2 separate regions of the Rattus norvegicus genome follow, and region 1 is linked to region 2. Evidence: chromatin contacts called from public Hi-C data. All regions are on one chromosome and are shown on one strand. Each heading gives the region's core, a stretch centred on a gene start, on an enhancer-like site or on the middle of the called end of the contact. The rest is flanking DNA. Distances are from core to core; before and after follow the strand shown. Region 1 holds the start of Ring1 (ring finger protein 1). Region 2 has its middle 5.9 kb from the start of RT1-Ha.

The links. Hi-C and Micro-C count contacts between places; a contact is called where the count stands out from the background.
Region 1: a contact with region 2 is called in a Hi-C map of kidney, with 2.6 times the contacts expected there. The contact joins the promoter of Ring1 here to the enhancer-like site in region 2. A contact is called at or near these places in 6 of 12 Hi-C or Micro-C datasets (Schwann cells, frontal cortex, kidney and 3 more) and 1 of 1 datasets of contacts at active chromatin or transcription factors (oligodendrocytes).

Annotation. Positions count from the first base shown.
Region 1 is chr20:4,829,900-4,834,674 of GRCr8, forward strand. Ring1 (ring finger protein 1) reads left to right here and starts at 2,114. Exons shown (of 7, transcript NM_212549.2): 1 at 2,114-2,261; 2 at 2,353-2,478; 3 at 3,312-3,472; 4 at 3,554-3,769; 5 at 4,057-4,446; 6 at 4,634-4,775. The coding sequence starts at 2,401. It overlaps Mir219a1 (microRNA 219a-1), which reads left to right and starts at 1,681; the gene lies at 1,681-1,790. It overlaps Hsd17b8 (hydroxysteroid (17-beta) dehydrogenase 8), which reads left to right. Exons shown (of 9, transcript NM_212529.1): 7 at 64-106; 8 at 299-373; 9 at 545-735. The coding sequence ends at 561.
Region 2 is chr20:4,775,856-4,780,292 of GRCr8, forward strand. It overlaps the pseudogene RT1-Hb-ps1. Among named protein-coding and RNA genes, the nearest start is that of RT1-Ha, 5.9 kb to the left of the region's middle. Within about 2 kb of position 2,231, at least 8 of the 93 cell types and tissues checked have an H3K27ac peak or open chromatin away from gene starts, as enhancers often do. A contact at or near this core is called in kidney, where this site is marked.

The DNA of each region.
Region 1 (4,775 bases), core at 864-3,363, 54 kb after region 2:
TGAAAAAGTAAGGGGTGGGAGGGAGTCCATAAAAGAAAGTTTTACCCACGTGTTTCTTTACAGGTAACTGCAATGATTCCGTTGGGACACATGGGGGACCCTGAGGGTGAGCATGGATTGGGAGAAGGATCTGAGGGGGCTTGAACAGAGCCTTAAATCTGTAATAGTCTTGAAAAGGTCGCACAGGGATTAATGATTGGTGTAGGTTTAGGGGTTGGGGTTTTTTTTGAGGGGAGTGGGGATATAGCCAGTCTGGATCTAAGGAAGTGAGACTGCCCTTCCCCCACCATCCCCATAGATGTAGCAGATGTGGTTGCGTTCCTGGCATCAGAAGACAGTGGATACATCACAGGGGCCTCCGTGGAAGTCAGTGGTATGAGGCCTTCATGGGGAGGAGGACCGGAAAACAGAACCCGGGCTGTGTGAGAAAGTGAGGGGACCCTGCAGCCTGAAGGGCAGAGAGATCCCTTCTTTAGACCAGGGACAGAAGTGGGTGCCTACATCCCCACCCATGCACCTGTCCCGATGCTTCAACCCCTCTCAGGAGGTCTTTTCATGTAACCGCCTGCTGGAAGCCGGACTCTGCTCACTCCCCCACCACTGCCTGGCCTCCTGCTGATGAGGACGCTAAGTTCCCAGGCTACAAAAGAGATGGCAGTGTGTGGCTCAGGCATGCTGAATATGGAAGGCAGGGGTGCTTGTGACCCTAATAAATTCCAAATCCTCTTCCCTGCCACCTCCGGTTCTTCTTGTGTCCAAGCCCTCAGACCCTTCCCCACCTCCCCCCCTCTCCCCTTTCCAAAGGATTGTTCCTTTTCACTGCCTGGTCTCCCAGGGCAACCCCCGCCGCCGGGTGTGAGAGGAAAGAGTGTATGTCACTGTGTATGCGTGACACTCTGGGTCTTTTCAGAGGGAGGGGATTCTGTTCCCACCCCCTCTCATTGGTTCTGCAGCACCAGTCATGCCCCCCCCCCATTCCCGGGGTTCCTTATGGCCCCCAAGGGTGATTTGTTCTTGGCCCCATCCTGGTGTCCAGTCTGGCCTTGGAAGGGGGTCTTGGAACAGGTGGCCCTCCCCCACCCCTCCTTTCTCTTTTTCCCCTCCCTTCTCTCCACCTTACAATAGCTGCAGCCGGCCTGGGGTCGGATGGGGGGGATTAGGGGAGGGGGCCAGGATTAGGGGAATGGACTAGCCGATGAAAGGGGCTGGAGGAGAGCAGAAGGGAGGGGGCTGGGAGGAGGAGGAGGAGGAAGGGGAGGGGGTCCTTGCTAATCGACTCTGGTGCCCACATAAGGACTGGCCACGGACTGAAGGAGAGAACAGGGAAGTAGGGGGCAACTGGGTTGGGGGGCGAGGGGACCCGCTGCTAACTTGTCCCAGAGATAGGCCACTCCCTGGTAGCCGCTGCGCAGGCTGGCGTGGGGGACGAACACCCATCACTGTCTCTTCCTCCGTGCCCCTTATTCCCGGCCCTCAACCGGTATGGCCCTGCTCCCTCTTCTTCTCTCTCCTCCTCGTCCGCTTCCTTCACTCCGAGTCCCGGAGTGGCTCTGCCTACTTTCCCACGCCAGACATTCACTCGTGTATTCCCCGATTCCCCCTCCCAGGGACCCGCCCCATCTGGTGTCCCCGCTTCCGCGTGGCGTCTCCAGCCCCGGTGCCTCCTGTGCGCTTCTCTCCCTGTCCCGGGCCGCGGCTCCTGATTGTCCAAACGCAATTCTCGAGTCTCTGGCTCCGGCCGAGAGTTGCGTCTGGACGTCCCGAGCCGCCGCCCCCAAACCTCGAGGGGGAGAGGCCGGGCGAAGCGCGGGACAGTCCCCGGACACTCTCGGGACCCCGCCGCAGCCCTAGGACTTCAGGGCGCGCGCCCAGCAGCCGAGGTGCAGCTGTGGCTGGCTTTCCGGGGTTCCCAGGCCCGGCTTGAGAGAAGTTGGGGATCAGCGTCACGGAGGGGAGCTCCGACCTTGGGCTCTCCACAAGTACCAGCACCCAGCGGCGCGGCTCCGCGCGCGCCCCGCGGAGGAGGGGGAACCCGGTTCCACGGCGCGCGTGGCGCGTGAGGGCGGTGACGTCTCCGTCGCGGGGTGGGATGCAGGGAGGGCGGAAGTGACGTCGGGCCTCAGCGCCCGGGCCATGGCGGCGGCGGTGGCAGCAAGGGTTGCGGCGTGAGTGGCAGCTACGGACCGAGCAGACCAGGGCGGCGGAGCCCCGGGGTCCCCGGGGAGAGGCCCGCAGTGGGGCAGCGCGAAGGCCGGAGCCGGGTGAGGGGCCGCGGGGCGCGCGCCCAGGGTCAGGGGGCGGGGTCTGCAGAGGGGCGGCCCCGACAGCGTCTCCCTCCCTCCCCCTCCGCAGACCTCTCTCAGCGGAGCCCTGCTTGGAGGGGGTCGGTGCCCCGTCGCCATGACGACGCCGGCGAATGCACAGAATGCCAGCAAAACGTGGGAACTGAGTCTCTATGAGCTGCACCGGACCCCGCAGGTGACAGGAATCTTCCAGTCCCAGCTTACTCCCTCCCGCCAACCCTCCCCCTCCCCCACCACACTATTCTTTGCCCGACTCGGTCTCAGAATCATCTTCTCAAAGCACTTTTACACTTACCTCGTTTAATCCGATTTAACCCCTCAACGCGGCCATGACAGAGAGCTACAGCAGATATCACCGTCTAAATTGAAGCACGGTTAACAGACGCCAGAAGACCTTCTGTCTCATCTCAAGAGCCACATGTCAGTGTACACATATATTCATCCTACGAGCTTAAATAGAATCCCCTCTCCAGTATTCTGACCCACGTGCGCTGGGACGGCGTCCGAATCTGTTTTAATTGGCACCCTGAAACTGCTAGTCTAGGTAGTCTTGTTCTTTAGAGTTTTTAGAAAGCCTGTTGAGGCCGGATATGATGGTGCAGTCCTTTAACCCCAGCACTCCTGAAGCAGAGACAGATCTCTTAAGTCTGAGGTCAGTCTAGCTAGTTGCCTACCAGGATCACATGCCTATGGAGACCCTGTCTTGAAAACAACAAACAAACAAATAAAGAAGTCTTGTTGCGTAAATATCCCTCAACCCATAGAGCAGTGCGGTCCTCCAACCCTAGCCCTCTCTCTCATCAAACCTCTGGTCCTTCTGTTTCAAAACTCCTTGTAAATGGGCCCTCATCCCTTCTTCTGTTCCGGTAATTTCCAAGTCATTGGTCTCCTCCATCCCAGAATTCCCCATCAGTTTTGGTCAGCGTGGCTGTCCAGGTTCTTACGTTTCTCAGAGCTTGCCTCTAAAGTCCCTCTTCCCCAACCCGCCCCCGCCTGCTAATGACTCAGGAAGCCATCATGGACGGGACGGAGATTGCTGTTTCGCCCCGGTCACTGCATTCGGAGCTCATGTGCCCCATCTGCCTGGACATGCTGAAAAACACAATGACCACCAAGGAATGCTTGCACAGGTTCTGCTCGGACTGCATCGTCACTGCCCTGCGGAGCGGGTAACAGGAGGGACGATGCCATGGGGCCAGGCGGGCCAACCTGGGCATCGACCATGGGCGCTGACCTTCCTCCCACCCCAGGAACAAAGAGTGCCCCACCTGCCGGAAAAAGCTGGTATCCAAGCGGTCCCTACGGCCCGACCCCAACTTCGACGCCCTGATCTCCAAAATCTATCCTAGCCGGGAGGAGTACGAGGCCCATCAAGACCGGGTGCTCATCCGCCTCAGCCGCCTGCACAACCAGCAGGCGCTGAGCTCCAGTATCGAGGAGGGGCTTCGGATGCAGGCCATGCACAGGTGCGGAGATCCAGAGAACACATAGCCTGTGGGGCTTGTCTGCGGTGCGGGGCTCGTCCGCCCTGCAGCTGACGTTGGGATTTGAGGGCAAATGTCTGTCCTCAAGCAAGTTAACCCCACCAGCCCTCGTTAAGCCTATTTCTTCCGCCACCCACTAGAGATAAACAGGCAGCAGCATATCCCTAGTAGGGTTTCCGCGGCCTCCTGGCAGGGGCGGCGTCCTCCGAAGTTTAACACTTAGGGCTTGAGTCAGGCCCTTTGTAACCCGGAGTGTTTGCTTTCTACAGGGCCCAGCGTGTGAGGCGGCCGATGCCAGGATCTGATCAGACCACCACAATGAGTGGGGGGGAAGGAGAGCCTGGGGAGGGAGAAGGGGATGGGGAGGACATAAGCTCCGACTCCGCCCCAGACTCTGCTCCGGGCCCCGCTCCCAAGCGACCCCGTGGAGGGGGTGCAGGGGGCAGCAGTGTAGGGACAGGGGGTGGTGCTGCTGGTGGGGCTTGCGGGGGTGCTGGTTCTGAAGACTCTGGTGATCGGGGCGGCACCCTGGGAGGGGGAACCCTAGGCCCCCCAAGCCCTCCTGGGGCTCCCAGTCCTCCAGAGCCAGGTGGAGAGATCGAGCTTGTGTTCCGGCCCCATCCCCTGCTTGTGGAGAAAGGAGAATACTGCCAGACTAGGTGAGGAGCCCTGCCTTTGGCATGCATGAGACACTGAGTTCGTTCCCCACAAACTGAGGGTGGTAGTGTACACCTGTAATCCCAGAGGCAGGGGGATGAGACAATGATGAGACCTCCCTCCCTCCACAACCCCAGCCAGAGCTTTTGGAGAAAGTTCTGCATTCAGGGACTCTTGTCCTCCCTCCAGGTATGTGAAGACTACTGGGAATGCCACAGTGGATCACCTCTCCAAGTACTTGGCCCTGCGCATTGCCCTGGAGAGGAGGCAGCAGCAGGAAACCGTAGAGCCCGGAGGGCCTGGCGGGGGTGCCTCGGACACAGGCGGACCT
Region 2 (4,437 bases), core at 981-3,480:
GGATCCACAAAGGTCAGAAGAGGGTACTGGATCCCTTGGAACTGGACTTACAAGTGGTTCTGAGCAGCCCTATGGGTGCTGGGAGCTGAACCTGAGTCCTCTGCAAGAACAACAGCATGTGTTCCTAACTGCGGGTCCACCTCCCCAGACCCTAATTAACTTTTAAGCTATCGTGCCAAGCGGTGAATTTCATCATGGTGTTTCTACATAGGCAGTCCACACCTTTTTCTTTTCTTTTCTTTTCTTTTCTTTCTTTCTTTCTTTTTTTTTTTTTTTTTTTTTTTTTTTTTTTTGGAGCTGGGGACCGAACCCAGGGCCTTGCACTTGCTAGGCAAGCGCTCTACCACTGAGCTAAATCCCCAACCCCGCAGTCCACACTTTTTAAGGTCAAGTTTTTCCACATGGCTACTTAAAGGTGAAACAGCGAATTAACTTTTACGTTAGGGCTTATGTGTTTATTTCTGCATTCCCAGCACATGGGACAGGACATACTGCGTGTATTACAGCATGTAGGAGTATTAAAGATGCTGGTTCAGAGAGGAAAGCACCTTGTTATGGGGAGGTGACATTTGCGGTATACAAGTGGGCGGGTTCAGATACAGGGATGTCAGTACATCGCCCAAGGCCCCGCCACCGCCCCCGCCCAAGGCCCCACCCCCTACACTGCAGCTTCTCTTCTGTAGGGACTGTTATGGTGAGATTCTGTAACTCCTGGTGGCCCCATGTGAGGTGTCATTCCACTCAGCCCCCAGAATTGTAACCTTCCTCTCAGTGTCCCAACCCTTCACTGGTACTGGTCATCCACAACAGGAAGTCCCTTTATGTCCTGTGACCCTCACCCTGAGGTCACTGGTGAGGAAACCGAGGCCTGAGCTGCTGGAATGGGTAAACGTGTGTGTGTGTGTGTGTGTGTGTGTGTGTGTGTGTGTGTGTGTGTGTACCATGAGTGGTGTGCCTGGTGCCGTTGGATGCCAGATGCAGGCTTTGATCTTGAACTGGAGGGTGAGCCACCATATGAATTCTGGAATTCAAAGCTGCCAGGGCTCTTTTTTTTTTTTTTTTTTTTTTTTTTTTTTTTTTTTTTTGGTTCTTTTTTTCGGAGCTGGGGACCGAACCCAGGGCCTTGCGCTTCCTAGGTAAGCGCTCTACCACTGAGCTAAATCCCCAGCCCCGCTGCCAGGGCTCTTAATCACCCAGTCTTCCATCCAACTCCATAATTGCTCTTTTGAAAGTGATGTCATTGGTACCTGTCCCATGCGCCAGTGGATGGGACAGCATTGATTGAACTTAGAGGGAAAGAGGAGAAAGAGGGAAAGACAGGGGACAGAGAAAGAAGGAGGGAGGAGAAAAAGAGGGAGGGGGAAGAGGAGGGAGGAAAGGGAGAAGGTGAGAAAGAGAAAGGAGAGAGAAGCGGAAGCAGGGAGGGGGCCATGTTGAGATATCTGCAGGGAATTGGAGGGGGAAATGGGGGATAGATATGATGATCATGTCTAATTCTCAAAAATAAAGAAAACTCAATCAATAAAAACAGTATTCAAAGATCCAGACTGAGAGGGAAGGTGGGAAGAAGCAGCCAGGCTGAGTTGGTGGTTCGGCGGGGGTTTCTCAGTGGGGGTGGGTCTGAGGCTTGCCGGGTCCTAGCTCCCCAGGACGCGGCCTCTGTGCCCTCAGAAAACCACCTGCTGCGCGCGCTGCACGAGTGCTACGCGGAGAACAACGGGACGACGCAGCGATTCATCATGAGATGCATCTTCAACCGCGAGGAGTTCATGCGCTTCGACAGCGCGGTGGGCGAGTTCCGCGCGCTCACCGCCATGGGGCGGCCGTGGGCCGAGTCCTGGAACAAGCAGAAGGACTACATGGAGCGGCGGAGGTCCGAGGTGGACACGGTGTGCAGACACAACTACGAGCTGAGCCAGGGCTTCACAGTGAAACGCCGAGGTGAGATCTCGGAGGAGAGCCAGGCTAGGCAGCAACCCGGGGGACCCACATGGTGGGATGGGGGAGACTTGGGGCGAGCACAAGGGCAGAGAGGCTGAACTAAGGAATGTCAAGAACACGTCAGGCCTGGTAACCAGCCTGCTATGGTAAAGGGAGCAGGGCCACGGGACAATCGTAGGAGCTGTGGGGAGATGGGCCACAGGCGCCACCTCCCAGGAGTGCGAGCTGTGGGGGTTGGGGGCCGGCACAGAGGGTGCAATGGAGACTCGGGACTCAAGGACAGGTGCAGGAGGGCCCGCCCGGTGAGGTCATCTAGAGAGGCCAATCAGTAAAGAGAACAAAGGGGACCGGAAGCAGGCTAAGAGCAGTCACTGTGAGGAGACTATGAAGGGAAGCAAAAACCGGGGCAGGGAAGTGTCGGGAAACTGAGGTACAGAGGGTGGCAGACAACAGCAGACAGGGGGACCAACAGCTTCAGAAGGTAAGGACAGAAGTTGGAGGGTTGGGAAGCCAGAAAGGAGGTAGGCGGGTTAGGCAGGCGGTCAGAGCGTGAAGGCGGCAGGTGAGCTATGCAGAGCCAGGAGAAAGGGCCCCTGGCTCCTTCCCGTCAGCTTTTGGATGGGACTTGGTGAGTATCCTGAAGGGATCTGAAGGAGAAAAGCCGGGGGTGAAGCGGGCAGCCTTCTGCAGATACAGGGAAGAGGGTGTGTGGACACACGCCCTTAAACCCCTCTCTGGAAAGCGAGAATCCCCGTCATCAACTATTCCTGACTCCTAGGAGGGAGTGGGAATCCAGACGGATTGGAGAGGAGTTGGGACAGTGACCTGAGTCAGAGATGATGACCCAGTAGCTCGGTAAAGTGATGTCCAAAGCACATGGGGTTGTCCTCAGTGGTAGGCTGGCATCCAGTGTGCTTGGTTGCTGGGTTGCACAGAGCCCTAAATTCCGGTCTGAACTTGGGTGAATCACCCGAACCAGAGTGTCCCAGACTCGTCCGCTCAGCAGATCCTCCAAAAATCACCACCCAGAGGTCACACTCGGCAGTGCCGAGGACCCCAGAGATCCACACTGAGCAGGTGCCGGGGTCTGAAGACTGCTTTCAGTTAGTGTCCCGGTGGTGACAGGGTAACCAGGTACAGACGTGTTGCCAAGCCCGAGGGTGGTTGTTTGAGCCGTTCTCACCATATAGCCCAGGCTAGACCAGAACTCGCCACCCACCAGCCTCAAGAATTTCAGTTGGGTGAGCACCACACAGAACTGCTGTCCAAGTAGGAAACGTCAGGGTTTCAGCCGTGCTTTCAGTGTCGAGTGAGCTGGGAAGAGGGAACGCTGGAGTCCATCACCCGAAGAACGATAATCATGGCGCATATTAGGAGAGAGGAAAGCACTGCTGCCGTTTAATCTTAAAACTAATTTGAAATAAATAAACGGGACTGGAGAGGTGGCTCAGTGGTTAGGGGCGCCGACTGTTCTCCCAGAGGTCCTGAGTTCAAATCCCAGCATGGTGTACCTCAAGACAGCAACGGTGTACTTATACATAATAAGTAAATAAATAAATCTTTTAAAAAATAAACAAGTAAACAACTAACAAAAAAGAAAATGGTGGCGAGCTATGAAGTTTCTTTTTCTTTTGCCATTGTGAAATATATTTTGAACCAGAAGAGTAACGAGTCCTTTGGGCCTGTAGACTTAGCTGCAGAGCCCCCTAGAGGTCAGTTGTATACTGCAGGCATGTTGCATAGCTCATGGCATGTTCTAAGGTAAAACTGACTAACCCAGAGTCCAGGAGTTCAAATGGAGGGAGACACATCTTAATTCATAAATCACAATTCAGGAAGGAGTTGGCTGAGGAAATGTCAGTTCATAAAAGTGATCAAGTAGGGGCTGGAGAAATGGCTCAGCGGTTAAGAGCACTGACTACTCTTCCAGAGGACCTGAGTTCAATTCCCAATAACCACCTGGTGGCTCACGACCATCTGTAATGGGATCTGATGCCCTCTTCTGGTGTGTCTGAAGAAAGTGACATTGTATCTACATACATAAAATAAATAAATACCTAAAAATAATATTTGAGGGGTTGGGGATTTAGCTCAGTGGTAGAGCACTTGCCTAGGAAGCGCAAGGCCCTGGGTTCGGTCCCCAGCTCCGAAAAAAAGAACCAAAAAAAAATATTTGAATGAACCTTGTGTCCTTCTCACCATGACAATGTGGGAGACTCACTATATCCTGGAATTCACTCTGTAGCCCAGGCTGGCCTCACACTCACAGATTCACCTACCTCTGCCTCCCGAGTGCTGGGATTGAAGGCCTTCACCACAGAATCACACTCTCACGTGACGCTTCTTTTCCACTTCTAGTCCGGCCTAAGGTACACGTGTCACCCTCCAAGAAGGTCACCCTGAAGCACCATGACCTGTTGGTCTGCCACGTGACAGATTTCTACCCGGGCAGCATTCAGGTCCGCTGGTTCCAGAACAGCCAGGAGGAAACGACTG